Regions from separate parts of the Bombyx mori genome. Here region 1 is linked to region 2. The links are chromatin contacts, called in public Hi-C maps. All regions are on one chromosome and are shown on one strand. Each heading gives the region's core, a stretch centred on a gene start, on an enhancer-like site or on the middle of the called end of the contact. The rest is flanking DNA. Distances are from core to core; before and after follow the strand shown.

The links. A called contact is a pair of places that touch in the nucleus more often than the background predicts.
Region 1: a Hi-C map of whole pupa shows a contact between it and region 2, with 4 times the contacts expected there. The contact joins two enhancer-like sites. A contact is called at or near these places in 2 of 7 Hi-C or Micro-C datasets (both in whole pupa).

Annotation. Positions count from the first base shown.
Region 1 is chr11:18,435,026-18,439,426 of ASM3026992v2, forward strand. It overlaps LOC101737172 (lipid droplet-regulating VLDL assembly factor AUP1), which reads right to left. Exons shown (of 8, transcript XM_038013899.2): 6 at 2,979-3,169; 7 at 1,293-1,443; 8 at 1-320. The coding sequence ends at 73. Among protein-coding and RNA genes, the nearest start is that of LOC101737172, 7.0 kb to the right of the region's middle. Within about 2 kb of position 2,161, at least 3 of the 8 cell types and tissues checked have open chromatin away from gene starts, as enhancers often do.
Region 2 is chr11:18,372,155-18,376,293 of ASM3026992v2, forward strand. The region is part of intron 11 of LOC101737321 (pre-mRNA-splicing factor ATP-dependent RNA helicase PRP16); the gene reads left to right. Among protein-coding and RNA genes, the nearest start is that of LOC119629177, 29 kb to the left of the region's middle. Within about 2 kb of position 2,272, at least 1 of the 8 cell types and tissues checked has open chromatin away from gene starts, as enhancers often do.

The DNA.
Region 1 (4,401 bases), core at 911-3,410, 63 kb after region 2:
TCAAGAAAGGGCGACATTTCGTGTCGGCGGGTCGCGGCGGCGCGGGCCCCTCTCCGCGACAGTCTAGGTGTCCTACGTTACGTTCAGTCCGTGTTTCTCGATATATCTTCTGCGAGCTTCCGCTATCATCTGAGCTTTTCGCTCCTCGAAGCTCAGCTGTCGTTCCTTGGCCGTCTTCGGGAAGGTTCCTGTGGGCGGCGGCGTGACGTACCGCGGCGCCGAGGGCCCGGGCTGCGGTCCGGGGGCCGCATCCTCGGGGACGTACGGAGTCACGCCCTCGAGGAAATTCGTGATCGTCACGTCGACGCTTCCAGTTCTTTCTGTAAGTTGTTATCATTTATCAACTATGGTAACTTTATTACTGCAGTAGACAGCGGACATCTGTGCCCTGGTATTGCTAATGTCCATGAGTGACGGTGCCTCTTTACCATCAGGTAGGCAGTATATCTGTAGGCCTACAACATTAAAAATTGTTATAAGCATGTTGAGTCCGCACCAGACTACCACCGCCATGTTCGGTCCAGGGTCTCACCTGTCGGGGCGGCGCCCTGCGACCGACGGACCTCACAGTTCCCGCGCAGCTATAAGCAGATGTCACAGCTACGGCCCACTATTTTTTCTCTGGTGAGGCAGGTACAGACTTGTCGCACTTTATACAGAGATTTTTTTAAAGGGATTTTATGACCTGGTAACTAAGACCTTTAGGTCGTCTTATTTTAATTTTAATGAAAACTTGATTAATATGAAACATGGCATAAAATGTAATGAACTGAGATGATATGGGATGAAATATAATTTCAGTAAAATGGTGCTCATTTACTGAGACTTTTTTGGTGAACTTTTTGAAGGATCCCGAGAAGTTACGTTCAGCGGCTTTGTTTCATTTTCCCACATTTCTGCACTTTCACAGATATTAAACAGTTAATAAACCACCGTTATTACACATTGAAATCTGAAGAAACACTATCTAGACAAAAAAACAACACATTTGGTAACAGAACAGAGACACTGGTAGGACCTCTTATGAGTCCGCTCGGGTCTGCCTCTTTCTGCCGTGAAGCAGTAATGCGTTACGGTTTGAAGGGTGGGGCAGCCGTTGTAACTATACTGAGATCTTAGAACTTATATCTCAAGGTGGGTGGCGCATTTACGTTGTAGATGTCTATGGGCTCCAGTAACCACTTAACACCAGGTGGGCTGTGAGCTCGTCCACCCATCAAAGGACTCTAAAAAAAAAAAAACATGGCAACACTCGGCGAGGGTGTCCACGCCGATTCTGCGCCGAAACACACCTAAATCCTGGAGGATAGTTTTGAGTGGGACGGCTGGCAACACTTCCTTGACCTGGTTCCCGAGGCGCACGAGCGGGGCGGCGCGGTCGGCGACGGCCCGGACACGCCTCCCCGCGAACAACTCGTCCCACGTCAGCTCCGACACTTCCACCTGGCAAGTTCAATGTGGACACCCTAAGTTAATCCTCTCCTTAATTGAGTTTTTTTTTTTTAAATCTAAGATTTTTTGTTCGTTTTTTGATTGTTTGTTCATTAAATTCGTTCAAATGCCTCATTAGGTAACATTTTTTAAACAATTAGCTGTCAACCAGTTTAATTTGTGTTAGGGTAGATTCTGAAATTGGTATTTACTTCAATTGTATATTTATGTTTGATAGGTAATTTAGGTAATTTTTATTGGCGGTAGGACCTCTTGTGAGTCCGCGCGGGTAGGTACCACCGCCCCACCTATTTCTGCCGTGAAGCAGTAATGCGTTTCGGTTTGAAGGAGTGGGGCAGCCATTGTAACTAAACTTGAGACCTTAGAACTTATATCTCAAGGTGGGTGGCGCATTTACGTTGTAGATGTCTATGGGTTCTAGTAACCACTTAATACCAGGTGGGCTGTGAGCTCGTCCACACATCTAAGGAGTAAAAAAAAAAGTATGTTTTATATGTAAATTGTTTATTCTTATAATGTGTAAATGTATGTGTATATATATAGATATATTTCAATTGATTGGTATATATATATTTCAATTGATTGGTGAGGTGGTATTGTGCCAAACGATTCTTTTCCACCTGATGGTTGAAAGAGATGTAGTCTCACCAGGTAACAACACCGCACGGGACATCACCAGCGCCGCGCGGGACAACAACGTTCAATTGCTGGTGGGAGCCAGCGCTCGCCACCAGTACTAAGCGAAGTAATGGTGTCGTTTATAGAAGTGAATTATGTGTAACTAACTGGTATGTACAGTTCGCGCGCGAGCTCCGAGGATTCGGGGGCTGAGGAAGCGGGCGGGCGTGCACCGCGCCCGACCGTCGCTTCATACCCCCCCGTACTCTCCCAGTACTAGTGTCGACTTTAACGTGAGAGTACGCTTACCGACTCGTTGCTTTTAATTTTGCGATAGCAGTGTTAATTACGCGTGTTTTCTAATATAAATAGTCTTACACTTATAAGTCTTTTTGTTTGCACAAATAGCTATTTAATTTGATGAAAAAGGAATGGCGAGCACTAGCATAATAAACATGTCTTAGCATTAGAGAAACATTACTGGCAAAAGGATGGCTTAATGGAGGATGTTGTCGAATTATTTATTATTGAAGTACGTGAGGAGAGTGACAATAGTACATCAAATTCTTTAACTATTGATTAATCTGATTACGAAAGTAAGTAATAAGATTTCACGTTCATTTTGTTCAATAAGTATCAGTTCACTAAATTAAATTCATACGTGATCAACTGTTTTTTTTTTCTTTTATTTGAAGTACATAAATACCCTTATAAAACTATTTTATAATTTACACTCGCACGGAGGCTTAAGATGTGTTAGTATCGATAGCGCAATATGGACTAATTACAACACTAGCTCATTACGTCAACATTCCTTAAAATTCCTCGGAGCTCGCGCGCGGACTGTAGCTGTACTGGTGACCTCTGAAATTGATGGGTTTGGTTGGGGAAGTGTTTCGCCACAGTACCTGCAGCGCCTCTGCGACGGCGGCCCGGCAGCGGTCCCCGACGTCCCCCGCGTCCCAGCGCAGCGGCGGCAGCGCGTGCAGCGTGTACACGGTGGCGGGCGACAGCAGGAACCACGCCGCGTCGCGCCACGGGAAGCGCGCGCTGTACTGGCGCCGCTGCACCGTCGCACGCGTGAAGGCGCGCTCCACGGCTGCGCGGACATACGAGCCGTCACGTCACAACCACATGGACCGACAATAACCTTACAAATCACATTATTCCACATAGGAAAGATGATGATATTAATTTATCCCTAATGGGAAAGGCAAAGGACTTTAGTCCATACAGCCAGGTCTTGTTCTTGATAATAATTGGACAATTTTTGTAGTTTTAAAGGCCGAAGCCTCCATAGGAAAGACACCTAGCATAAACATTGAGATATATTTGCCCACTGAGTTTCTCGCCGGATCAGTGGGTAGATTCTGCAAAGAACTACTCTTGCTAGTGCTAGCGTTAGCAATACCTTCGGTTTGAGCCCCGTGAACTCACCTACGAGTTCGGTGAATATAGAATAACCCCTCGAGGTTACTAAAATAGTTAAAAAAAAGAGATGAAAATATTTCGAAACGTTTTATGCAGAACTCTCTAAATTTACTTGTATATAATAATAAATATATAAACATACTTTATAGGACAGTTCACTTATAAAATGAAGTGCGTCGATAAATAGCAGTGTTCTGCCTATTTCTAATACAAACAATAATCAAAACAAAGTGACTGTAGTATACTACAAATTTTTCAATCATTCATCAAGATGCGCATACATGCCAGAAAATTTAAGATTGGCAACACAAAACCCAATAACCAAAATGTAAATAGTACTGTGAAGTGATATGATATTAATGGTGGTACCCGTTTATCTCACATGGAGTAAAACTATCGCATTGCAAATTTATAGCCCCCGTTTCATACATAGACAGACAGATCATACCAATTTAAGTTTTCTTTTAAAAAACCTGATTTTTAATAATCTCTATATATAAAAATGAATTGCTGTTCGTTAGTCTCGCTAAAACTCGAGAACGGCTGAACCGATTTGGGTAATTTTGGTCTTGAATTATTTGTGGAAGTCCAGAGAAGGTTTAAAAGGTAGATGAAAATGCTCGGAATTAAATAAAAATAACAATTTTGATTTCCTTCGATGTCCCCCCCGTCGCTCTTTTATTTATCGATTGGGGCACTACGAAGTCTGCCGGGTCAGCTGGTCTTTAATATATTTCTTCTGTGCGTGTGTTTGTCACTGAACTCCTCGTAAACGACCGATTTTAACGAATTTTTGTATGCCTTTGGGTGGCGCCCTGGATAGTTTAGATTCGCAAATCGGCCCGGCAGATGACGCTGCAGTCGGTATCTGGGTTATTTATCTCTACAGCAACTAAACGG
Region 2 (4,139 bases), core at 1,022-3,521:
CAGTTATACTATGAAGGCGTCTGCAAACACTATAGTGAAGAAGAACACCGGCTTAGTGTTTTAGTGCTCTGTGACCGTAATACAAATAGGCACATTCCCGATCCTGCGGAAAGAATGGAAAGCAGTCGACGTCGCCCAAAACACGTCATCTCGGATCCTCCCGATCCACTGACGGTGCTTCTAGGTACTTCAAGCACCGGTCACCGCTCTCGCTTGCAACGAAGGGCTCGACGAGCAAATTAACTCTCAGACAACCCACTGAGTTTCTCGCCGGATCTTCTCAGTGGGTCGCGTTTCCGATCCGGTGGTAGATTCTGCGAAGCACTGCTTTGGCTAAAGCTAGTGTTAGCAAAACTCCCGGCTTGAGCCCCGTGAGCTCACCTACACGTCAAGGAGAAGCTGAAATAGCCTCTCAAGACTACCAGCTTAGGTAGGAAAAAAAACAAATAGGCAGTGTAGAAAAAATGGATTTTTTGGAGTTTACTCCTTTAGAATCGATTTACATATATAGGCCCGGGGTATGAAAATTATGGGGACCAAAATCGTACTAGCATGTCACACGAAATGCGTTATGCGCCTGATTGCGCATGTCACACGAAATGCGTTATCGCAGGTGACGCCGGGCTGCTGCGCCGGCAGTCCGCCACAAAGCCTCGTACTGATCGCGCGTTTCTCTCATTATTGTATTTTCATATATTTGTTAGTCGTTTGTTTTGTGTCTCGTTAATTTGTTAATAATCTGTAGTGTATCGTGTTGTCGTAATATAGAACTATTTCTCGTATTGTTTCGTTTAATTTTTTATATCCAGTAAACTCCAGTCGTGCGTCGGAGCGGACACACACACTTTTTTTTCCATCGATAACGGAATATTAGGCGTTTTACTCCTTTTTTTTTGATCAACCTCCAAATTTATCTAGAGCATAGCTACCCAAATCAGGTAATGACATGTTGTACCGTTTCTCCAGTGAGTCAGTGCTGCGTAAAGATCAGAACTAGCCATCAAGATAAAAATTCGGCCCAAATACGCATGTGACTTTAGTCAGGCCTTCATATAAGAACGGGAATTACTTAGAAAACTTGACTTATCAGGCTCGAAATTGACTCGAATTCCAGTGAAATGAATAAACCGTGCATTTTAAGTCAACAACTGCTCACTTTTAATTATTTTAATTAGTGTTGTTAGATGTGGGAGCGAGTGGGATATATATTGTGCACGATACAAACAATTTAATGTCGAGTGCGTATGTAAATTTCTCTGTGTTGTTCTGAATATTGAATATGCACCTTGACCTAATTCGCTTCAACGAATGGTCTGTTTGGAACAAGCTTTGGTTTTTTTTTTGTTGTCGTAAATTGGCAGACGACGCAACTAGTGCTGTCTGATAAAACAAAAACGTTTAAAACCTGTTGGTATGACTTATATTTCGATTTAATTGTCTTCGGTAAAATCCATCTACATACTCGTAATACGTGTTAAGTAACGACATAATTAATTATTATGATTAATGAGATAATAATTAATTAAAAATTTGCGTACTTATTGGGACGTGTTCAGTCTATTCTTTCTGTGTGGAAATGTTTTAATTTGAAAATTAAGATTGCTATTATTACTTCAAATCTCACGGTAGATTTTGGCGTTCCCGCTGTGGTTTCTGTGGGCTTTAGTAATAATTTAAGGACAGATTGGCCGTGTGCTCGCTCGTACACCCATGTAGAGAATTCAAAAAGCTTTCGCAAGAGGCTCGCGTTAACTTAGAAAAAAAAACGCTTTTTGCAATACTGTCAATCGTAAATACAAAATTTCATAACAATCAGCCGAGTTGTTAAGACACGAAAGCGTGACAAAGAAACTAATTATCGCAATTACATGGTAGGGTATGATTATTACCGTGTTGTGATCAGAATTTTCACAATGTTCTAATCGTAAATAACCTTTTCAAACCAAAGACTCAAACTTCTATAACCCCATACCTAAAGATAAGATTTAATTTCACGCAAGTATTTTCCCGGCTCAATGATAACAAGAATGCATTCAGCTATTATTATTATCAGTAACAAAAGAACTGTCGTTCTCTATTAATATTTATGTTTAAACAAAAATATAGTTTTTCTGTTCGAAAATAGAGATTGTTTTGCATCTTCTATCATTGAAACGACTGACGATAAGAGTGTTTTTGTAATTCTATTTTTCTCAAATATTGGTAATACCTTGAAGGTGAACCGAGACGAACGTGTTATTACTTGCTTACTGCACCGCGTTCTCGCATTGTTTACGTTTGTTCCGATTGCACGCTGTTATATACATGTTTATACACATGGAGTTGTTTATGATGAATAAAGGTAAATTATAAAATATCATAATATATATTTTTAAGCTATTGCATAGCTTTTATCGCGGGCCTTGAGCGCGGCGACCGAATCATGAAATTCCGTAACGAAAACAACCTTACACCCCTCACTCCGCCTACCATGTAGCTCGCGTTCAACACATTCACACGTTGCGCTTGTGTAGTGTTTGTGAATAAGCGCGTGGCGTGACGTCACACTGCATGCGCATCATGAAAAGTCTGCCCATCTCTCTCGCGCGGTCTAGCTTATGGGTGTGAAGGGGACAGTTAAGGTTTTACTTTTATTAATGTTTAATATAGCGTTTTATTATTGTTTTAATATTAAATTATCATTGTCTAATTATAATTGCATAAGTTGATAAAAAATGCTATGCAATAGCTTTACCGCGGCAGTTCCCGAGTGCCACACGTTTTTATTTTTTTATTGCTTAGATGAGTGGACGAGCTCACAGCCCACCTAGTGTTAAGTGGTTACTGGAGCCCATAGACATCTACAACGTAAATGCGCCACCCGCCTCGGTGGTATAAGTTCTAATGTCTCAAGTATAGTTACGACGGCTGCCCCACCCTTCAAACCGAAACGAATTACTGCTTCACGGTAGAAATAGGCAGGGTGGTGGTACCTACCCCCGCGGACTCACAAGATCTCCTACCACCAGTACTACATTGCACTGCACTAAAATTCGCATATCAAATAATGACAAAGCATACACGCTGCTTTTAACATATGTAATAACTCATTTTCACTATGCTTAGCGAATAAATGATTTCTTTCTTTCTTCTCTCTCTTCTTTCTTTAGAACACATACTGTTCTAAATGTAAATTAAACTTTGATATCGCTTTATATTATTTTGTTACTAGCATAGCTACATACTAGCTCACAAACGACATCAGCTATAAATAAGCGTTTACCAAAACCTGAATATCGGGGTCTATCTAAGTGAAGTTGCAATTCAATTCTAATAACAACTACCTTTCACGTATCTAGTAAGATACTAGTAAAAAATGAGGAAGAGAGGTATGCTTAAACAATTGCAATATTGGCAAAATAAAATCGAGTTATAAACACTACTATTAAACGGGTTCTTACCATGGTTTTCACTTTCAATCAATTCAGATATTTCAATCGAATCAAATTCATTTGAACGATCGTGATGTTTTGATCGTGATGGTGATGGTTTGATCTGTGTCTGTCTATGTAACGGGATATGTAAACGTTTTATCAAATTCTAGATGGATGAATAATTCGCGAATTACACATGTGAAGGACTGATATAAATATCATAATTGAATTAGTTTAGATTAATATCAGCTCTTACTAAGGCTAGTGTTAGCAAAGTAGCCAGACTGAGCTCGCCTATATGTCCGGTGAAGCTAGAATAATCCCTTGAAGTTAAGAAGCAGGCAAAAAAATCATGACTAAGCTTAGCAGTTTTTTTTTTATGGGTATTTTAGTGTTTATTTCGTTAATTCTTAATCCGTGATTTAAAGTAATGAATTTGTAAGTTAATCGACTTAAAGCACTATAAGAAACATACCTGGTCTTAGTCACATAACAAGATCAAACCTGTATACACAACACGCCCACGCATTTTGATCTCTACCACGTTCCTTTCAGATTTCCTGACAGACGGAATTTATTTTTCCTCCAAATCATGATCAATTCAATGGAAAATTTACCCTAAAAACTTGTAGATAAAGCTTATTCTATGTCACATCTGAATTAGATAATTTACGTAAGAACATAATATATTTTGTTTATGTGACCTACTAAAGTCATTTCGATCTT